Linked DNA regions of Sus scrofa: regions 2 and 3 are each linked to region 1. The links are chromatin contacts, called in public HiChIP or PLAC-seq and promoter capture Hi-C maps. All regions are on one chromosome and are shown on one strand. The core of a region is the stretch at or near the end of the contact, and the rest is flanking DNA. Distances in the headings are between cores, read along the strand shown. Region 1 holds the start of FH (fumarate hydratase). Region 2 has its middle 17 kb from the start of DEGS1. Region 3 overlaps LOC100627222 (zinc finger protein 705A).

Region 1 (2,583 bases), core at 40-2,539:
AAGACAAGAAGATATAATACTGCAGATCTGATGCAATTTTACATCTGTTCCGCGAAAAGCAGAATATCACCATCTATTAAAACAATATGCCTTTAATTTCAAAATGTATGTTATCAACGCAGAAGACTTGGAGAACCTAAATGTAAATAATAAAAATTCTGCAATCATTTATAAGTAAGGACATCTACACATTTAAAAAACTGAGTTCTTAGAGTACTGACTGAGAAAGGAAACAGTACAGACATCAAAATCACAGGTTAAAGAGCTGGGTAATTATTATTGGCTTTTTATGGATACTTATGATTTCATTCTCTACACTTTGTTTTCCAAAATTTTTACACGGAAGATGAAAAAAGAGCCAATAGAAAGAACATGTAATGAGTGATTACATGGTAGATGAATAAATAAATTCGTCTCCCTAGGTTATGCCACTGTTAGAGCAGACAGATAGGCATAAACAGAGAAGGAGTACATGGGGCCAGAAACCACGCATCCTGCAAACAGCACGGTCCATGCACGGATAAAGAAAAGCCAGAACCTCCAGGCTGATAGGAAGCCACACCTTTTCAGGTGATAAGAGTGTGTGTGTGTGGGGGGGGGGGGGGACAAAGAAAGGTTGAAAAGAGCGCGAGAATCTCTAACGTTCGGATGGAACCTGTTGCTCATTGTGACCTCATTATAATAAAATTATAACTAAACTGCTATGCAGATAACAAGTACCCATCATACACCAACGCCGTGACACTGCAATAAAACTAAATCAGGGCAAAAATCCCTCCTCCCTTCCGGAAGGTGAAGCTGAGATGAAAAAGAAAAGAATACGACCCCCAAAATCCCACCTTCCCAGTGAATATCCCACTCGCCTCTCTGCCCGCCTCTCCTTAAGAGGTGTATTTCTCACTTAAGTAAATCCTCAACTTTCCTTCTCGATTTCCGTCTGATTTCTGAACTTTTTCTGCTGCGAGGAGGCAAGAACCTAACCTGCGCTCACACCGCTAACAAATACAGACCTTTAGCTAATACTCCGCCCTCTGTTAGCCTCCGGAACGCCGGGTTCAAGCGCAGCGCCAGCCGGGGTTCCCAGCATTCCTTTCCCACCAGTTTCCCAGGAGTCCTCAGGGCGCTAAGGTGGGGCAGTTAAGCCTGCCCCTCACGCTCCGCTGGCCATTGGCTCTATTGGCCCCGCCAATAGGTTGTTGATTGGATAGGAGCGAGGTCTGTGGGCGGGACGGGCTCTGACAGCCCTGAGGAGGCGCGGCCTAGCGACCGGAAGTTCTCCTCAGGCCGCCAGCACTATGGATCGAGCGCTCCGGCTCCTCGCGCGTTCTCGCTGCCTCTCGCGGGTTCCAGCCTCTGCTCCCGGCCCCGGCCCAGGCAGCAGCCCTAGCGGCGTGTCGCGCCTCCTGCTCCGGCCTCCGAACGCCGCTCGAATGGTGAGCTCCCCGACCCCCTGACCGCGCAGCGGTGACCTTCAGGCCTCCCGCCTGCCAGGCGGGTGTCCCGGTACTGGGCCGCGAGCCTGCACTGCGCGCAGCCGAGGCGCCTCCGCCGGCGGTGGGCCGCTGCTGTGGGGAGTCCCGCCGGGCCGCCCGCGCCGGTCTCTGGACCCCTCCCCGGGCGGGCGTGCCTTGCGCCCAGTCCCAGCCGAGCTCCTGCAGGTGGCGGTTGCTGCCGGGACACCGCAGGGATGGACACCGGGAGGAAGGGGCCGCACCAGGGTGGGCCCTGTCCGGAGGGCAGGGGTTTGCAAAACCCTGAATGTGAAACGTGGGCTGCGGGTCTCGAGGAACGTCGGAGGAAGCTGTAAGGGACCAGCTGTAGCTGAAGCAGCATTTTTTATTCAGAACGACCTCCAGGGAACTTAAAGGTCCAATGTCAGGTTCTGCCGTCCTGACTTACTTGAGCCCTTTTGCTCCTTGGAGTGTCGCCTCCCGTAATTCGGGCTCTAACAAGCTTTAAACACGTGTGCTCACATGTGTATTATGAGCAAAAGTTTGGGATGTAAATGCTAGTTTAGGAAGACTTAACTCTGCACTGTTCACTGTGCTGTATAACAGGAGCTTTCATTCAAAGAGATGTCAGCCTACCCTGCTACTCGGAATCGGGATTTGATGCAGGATATACTGGTGCTCAGTGTCCACGGGTATAAATGAAAATAATTACAGGCACTCAGGAAGATTGCCCCTGTGAAAGTACTCTTGAGTTTGGGATGCGGTGAGTGCGTATTCAATGAATACTTCCATCTAAGGTACTGCAAAGGCCCAAGACATTTTCTGGGCTATAAATTTTAAGATAATTTGATGACATCACTACAGCTGAAACTACAAATCAGAAAGATTTGTATTTCTGCAGCTCTCTGCCATAATAATTTTAGTGCATTTCAGAGCCTTTAAAATTTTTTATTTTTCGCTTATTTATTTTGTAAAAGGGAATAGGAGACTGGAGAACTGAATCTATCCCGCTGTAAATGCCAAAAAATAGCACTGTCTTGCTTTTAGTGTAGTAAAATCAGGTGGGGATAGATTTTTTTTTCCCAATAATTCTAAATACATCTTTTGCCTTCTAATCTCAGCTCCAAAATCT
Region 2 (2,583 bases), core at 51-2,550, 110 kb before region 1:
TATATATATATATAACTATATATATATATATATATATATATATGAATGGAGCACTAAAATAAATAACATTTATTTATTTTAAAATAACAAATGACAACAAAACAAAATGACAAAATAGGCGGCTCAGCATTCACCAGAGAAAGATCAGGGTAGAGACTGCTGCCTCTTGGGAAAACAGCCAGGCACAGTGACTCCGCTGAATCTGTTAAGATTTCCTAGCAAAGCAACATCAGGCCGGAACAAATTTCCAACCATGTATGAATTTGTTTCGATAATACCACTTTTATTAAATTATTTTTTTACATCTCCAGTTATTTTCCTGCAAGAACATGTGGCATGCCAATATACCCTGCCCTGGAAATGAATCCACTCCTATGCTGTACATCAAAGGCTCATACTTAAAACCCCCTGCCACCAGAGTTACTGGGTCAAGAGAGCTTTAGGTTTGTTTTCTCTATCCATTCCCTTAGCTATTCTGTAGGAATATACATATTCCTTGACTCCTTTATCAAATAAGCTCATTTATTGCAATATCTGATTTTATTTATCAATTTATTTGGGTGCCCCCTGTGAAATAGGGTTGTTGTCTAGCCAGAGTTTGATCTCCCAATGAAGCTCTTGCCACAGCCACAACAGTGACAAGGAGAGACTCTGAAGCCAGGCAGCCACTAGGGAACTCCCTGAGAGCTTGCTTGATGATACCAATCAACTCTGCTTAAGTCATCAGACCTGGTTTCAGGGAGGTTCTCTACTGAAAAGTGAGGCTCATCTTGAAAGGCAAGAAGGAACTTTCCCTAAGCCTCTTGATTGAAGAGAGCACAACGATTAGCCCAGCTGCCCAACCGAATGCCACCGAAGTAACCCATTTATTTACCAGCACCACACTCATCTCTTCTTACTTAAATCCCTGATGGTCAGGGGCTTGAACATGGGCAGCTCACGATAAAACACTGCTGCTGTGTTGGTCTCGGCCCTGCCTCTGGAGGAATACTAGGCATTCTGAAACCCAGCGAAGAATTCAAGAATTCTAAACACACGGCCGCACAACCAGGCTGCAATCCCCCTGCAAATGTTGAAGGGAAAACTGTGCCCCCTGCCTGACATGCAGTGTCTTGGACAGAGAGAACCTGGTGCCCAGGGAAAAAACCTCTGGTTGCTTGCTGTGTGTTCCCCTCAAGTAATCATCAGCTACAACTCTGAGCCAGTATATATAGAGTTTTGGAGCTCTAAACTGATAGAGCCTCAAGCAGCGACTGGCGCAAGAAGGCAATCTGGCGCCCTCATGTGGACATGTGATCTAACAGCCACTCTCAGGGTTTCCCCCTCTCACTTGCTCAGCCATCCCTGGCTAATGCATTGGCCATGGGCCATTGTGGCTTGGGTCTCCTTCCTCCGCTGTAATGAAGTACCAAGAAGTGCCCTTCCAAGTGGGCTGTTTCTCTCTCAAAGGCTTTCTGAGCCCTGAGACCCATCTATGCCATGCCTTGCTGTTTAAACCCTCAGCCAATAATCCATCATGTCATGCCAGCCTTCTTCCTTTTTATATATATATACATGCACTTATGTATTTATGAAGATAGATGCCATGTATGTAAAGAATTTTTTCTTAATTTTCCACCTGTGATTCCTTCCTTTGTAAACACTGTCCTCATTTCTTTTTTTTTCTCTTTCCCTCTTTCTATGCAAATTTCTTGACTCCACCTGGAGCGTTCCTGTGTTGTCTCCCCATTAATGATTTTCAAGACACAGTGTTTACCAAAACCACCAGAGTGACAAAAACAGAACTTTGACCCTGGGTGATGAGAGCTTTCTCTATATCAATCAATCTACCAGCCTGAATATGCCTGACCTGGCATTAGGTCACATCTTCACACCAGGTACATAGAAAGAAGAGAAGAGGCTCCCATGGAAAGAAAAGGGTGGTGTTTCATGAGATCACTCGAGAGAAAATGTCTGGTGATTGGCACCGCTGCTCTCTAAAATATCACCATTTTGGCACCTCCCATGCACAACAAACAGATTTTATACCGATCCCAAAACCCAGGTCAGGCTGGGCTTCCAAAATTAACAGCTCAACAACTGACACCAAATAACAGAAAGACAAAACCAAAAAACCAATTGAAAAATAGAGAAACGACCTGAATAGGCTTTTCCCTAAAGCAGATATGCAGAGGGCAACAAGCACCGGGAAAATGAACATGATTACTCATTAATAAAGAATTGCAAAGCAAAATGAGGCTGAGGTACCCCGCACCCAACTCTGAACGGTCATCAAGTGCGTCTTCAAATAACAAACCTTGGAGGGGGTGTGTAGAAGAACGTGCCCTCACAAGGTGTGGGTGTGCAGGTAAATTTGAACAACACTAGGGCCCACAGGATCTAGGCCATCCGATAAAAAACATAGAACCACCATATGACCCAGCAATCCCACTCTTGGGCATATATCCAGAAAATAGTCTTTCCAAAATGTTAAAAGCCCCACCATGTTCCTGCAGCACTATTCACAATACCAAGACAAGGAAACACATTCTATATCCTTGGACAGATAACCGGATTAGGAAGAGGTTATCCATATCCACAATG
Region 3 (2,583 bases), core at 62-2,561, 66 kb before region 1:
GCTGTTGCTGCTGGCCTACGCCAGAGCCACAGCAACAACAGATCCGAGCCACATCTGCTATCTACACCACAGCTCACGGCAACGCCAGATCCTTAACCCACTGAGCAAGGCCAGGGATTGAACCCGAAACGTCATGGTTCCTAGGAATTCATTTCTACTGCGATATGGCAGGAACTCCTATTTGAACGTTTCAAAGTTTACCTTTGTGGCCACTTGTATTCATTATCACTAAAGTTTAACAAACTCCCGTTGAAAGTTAGCTTCAGGTAGAGACTTTGGAACTAGAATGTTCAAGACAATCTAAAGTTTTGGGAAAAATCTGCATCCTGTGGATCCCCACCTGTGCCTCCAAAACACAGACCATCCCCAACCTGCCTCCTAGTTGCCTTTTCCATGCTGGGAGTGTGGATTATTCTAATCCCATATTTTCCTTCCTCTTCTTGTTTGATCTCCTACCTGCGCATGGCTGTGAAGAACTTAACTGAAATGGAAAATTCAGGATAGGTTTGTAGGAATGTTTTGGCTTATCCATCAGCCTCCTAATATCCCCAAAGAGTCACGCCCTCTTGTCCAGTCAAAGCCCACAGGAGTTGATTTTAGGGAAATGGCTGCCCCTTTGTCATTCTGTGAAGTCAGAGCCAGAGCTAGAGTGCAGCTGACCTTAGGCAATGAATGAGAGAAGGTGTGACTTGCTTGGTGCCAGCAAACTCAGCCTAGTTTGGTAGTTAATAAAACCAGTCATTTGCATAAATTATGAAAACCGAGTTTGGAAATGTGAGCGTGGTGAAGGGAAGGGACTCTTGGAGACAGACAGTATTTCCCTGAACTGACCGTGAGCGCCACACTGTTGATGCGAACCCTGTGACCACTATGCCCAGGTCCATCAGGAAACACGTGGCCAAGGTGAGCTTCGCACTGCTTGCAGACAACCTCCGGGCCAGCTGGTCCCAGTGAGGTGTCCACACGTCTCAGGATTCCTGGGTCACCCTCATCAGAGCCAGATGTGCCGTGAGCCTCAGAAAATGAAGGCCATCCAGTGCCCGAGAAGTACTTTTCCTCAGCGGTGAAGAGTGACTGTCACAGTGTACACAGCGACACATCCCTGCTTCCTTGTTAGGCAGGTAGGTCCCACTGAAAAGCTGTTCCATCCCTTTTTCTCTCCTGACGGGGAATTGCTGTCGAGTCAGCTTCTCTTGCCACTCTCACTCTTGGAGAGAAACGGCTCACGCTTTGTAAGAGATCCTGTGTCTCCTGTTCAGGCCCTTGCTCTGAAGAGGCCCCTGTCGCCTCGCCCCGCACTGCCCGCGGGAGCATCTCTCAGAAGCGCAAGCCCGGGACTGTGCAAGATGCTGCTGCACGCGGGACCCAGCCCCGCCCGAAGACCCCTGTGATTATTTTTCTATTTTAGCAATCCCCAAGTCAGGTCTACCCTCAAAAAGGATTATTTACAGGCCACGTTTCATAAGCTATGTATCTGCATGCTAATGCCTCTGCTTTAACTTAAACAGAAAATCATATTGCCTTATTTCAGATGCACCAGTAGTTGCAAAAAATATATAACTAGAGAACTAGCAAAAGGTATGTTGTCAAAATTCATGAATTAAATATAAACATCGATCTCTGAAATGAAATGTAAATAGTAAATGGCATCTCTTCCTGTTGTTTGCATAACAGATGCTACATTAAATAGTTTCTTCTTATACACACCTCATGAAAAACGTTAGAGTGTAAACATTCATAATACTTATTCCTGGTTTATCCATCACGTTCCATAGCTTTAAAAAAATAATCTCAAAAAGTCTATATATTTCTTTTTCTTTCGTCTGTTCTGCCATCCTGGTGGACCAGTCAGCCTGCACACTGACACTGTCCTCAGAAAACATGGGGTTTGCCAACTTCTCAAATTTCTGGTAGTGATTAAGGCCCAAGAACCCAGACTCAGGCAATCACAGTTCCCGCAGCTGTCACTTGGTGGGTGACTTGAATTTCCTGTCATTGACGTTGTCATTGGTTTACCTTTTCCCCTCAGGTCAAATTCCAAATTCCTTAGCAGGACTGAAAACAGCCATATCAGCTTCTTTCATGAGGAATTATTCCGCCTTATCTTCCTTCCTCCTACTCTCCTCTGCCCGTTTCCTCTGCCTGGCATCCAGTCAAATAGACTGCTTTCCATTCCAAAAAGCTCTTCCTCACCTCCACTCTTTGTGTTTGCTTCTTCCCTCCTGCATTCCTCATATTTGTTTCATTGTCCCTGTCGACTGGAAAAAAAAAAAAAATACAACCTGAAGGTTGAGAGTTTAAGTTTTATTTGGGGTGAAATTAGGACTTAAGCTCAGGAGACAGCATCTCAGGGAGCCCTGAGAAACCACTCCCAGGAGGTGAGGGAGGAAGCTAAGATATATGAGTTTTTGCAACAGAAGGGAGTTTTTGCAGAAACAAAAGATTTACAGAAAACCAGATTAAAGAAAGCCAGTTTCTGTGGGAAGATGTAAGAGTCTGGGCTTCCTGGAATCACCCCTTTGATCTGCATCTCAGCTGGGGGCCAGTCTTTGTTTCTCCCCTGAGTTCCCTCGGGGCTCACTG

Evidence for each region. Promoter capture Hi-C pulls out the DNA fragments that hold promoters and counts their contacts. HiChIP or PLAC-seq counts read pairs in DNA pulled down with a chosen protein or histone mark.
Region 2: a contact with region 1 is called in a promoter capture Hi-C map of liver, with 2.7 times the contacts expected there. The contact joins the enhancer-like site here to the promoter of FH in region 1. A contact is called at or near these places in 2 of 5 promoter capture datasets (fetal liver and liver), 3 of 47 Hi-C or Micro-C datasets (alveolar macrophages, fetal liver and mesenteric adipose tissue) and 2 of 2 datasets of contacts at active chromatin or transcription factors (alveolar macrophages and skeletal muscle).
Region 3: an H3K27ac HiChIP or PLAC-seq map of skeletal muscle shows a contact between it and region 1. The contact joins the enhancer-like site here to the promoter of FH in region 1. A contact is called at or near these places in 1 of 5 promoter capture datasets (liver), 3 of 47 Hi-C or Micro-C datasets (fibroblasts, retroperitoneal adipose tissue and skeletal muscle) and 2 of 2 datasets of contacts at active chromatin or transcription factors (alveolar macrophages and skeletal muscle).

Annotation. Positions count from the first base shown.
Region 1 is chr10:12,430,514-12,433,096 of Sscrofa11.1, reverse strand. FH (fumarate hydratase) reads left to right here and starts at 1,289. Exons shown (of 10, transcript NM_001243588.1): 1 at 1,289-1,433. The coding sequence starts at 1,296. LOC110255637 (a long non-coding RNA gene) reads right to left here and starts at 1,147. Exons shown (of 5, transcript XR_002336209.1): 1 at 1,011-1,147.
Region 2 is chr10:12,539,563-12,542,145 of Sscrofa11.1, reverse strand. It overlaps a transcript of DEGS1 not described here. Among named protein-coding and RNA genes, the nearest start is that of DEGS1, 17 kb to the left of the region's middle. Within about 2 kb of position 1,300, at least 2 of the 83 cell types and tissues checked have an H3K27ac peak or open chromatin away from gene starts, as enhancers often do. A contact at or near this core is called in liver, where this site is marked.
Region 3 is chr10:12,496,974-12,499,556 of Sscrofa11.1, reverse strand. LOC100627222 (zinc finger protein 705A) reads left to right here. Exons shown (of 8, transcript XM_013978242.2): 8 at 879-2,341. The coding sequence ends at 1,067. Among named protein-coding and RNA genes, the nearest start is that of KMO, 55 kb to the right of the region's middle. Within about 2 kb of position 1,311, at least 6 of the 83 cell types and tissues checked have an H3K27ac peak or open chromatin away from gene starts, as enhancers often do. A contact at or near this core is called in retroperitoneal adipose tissue and skeletal muscle, where this site is marked.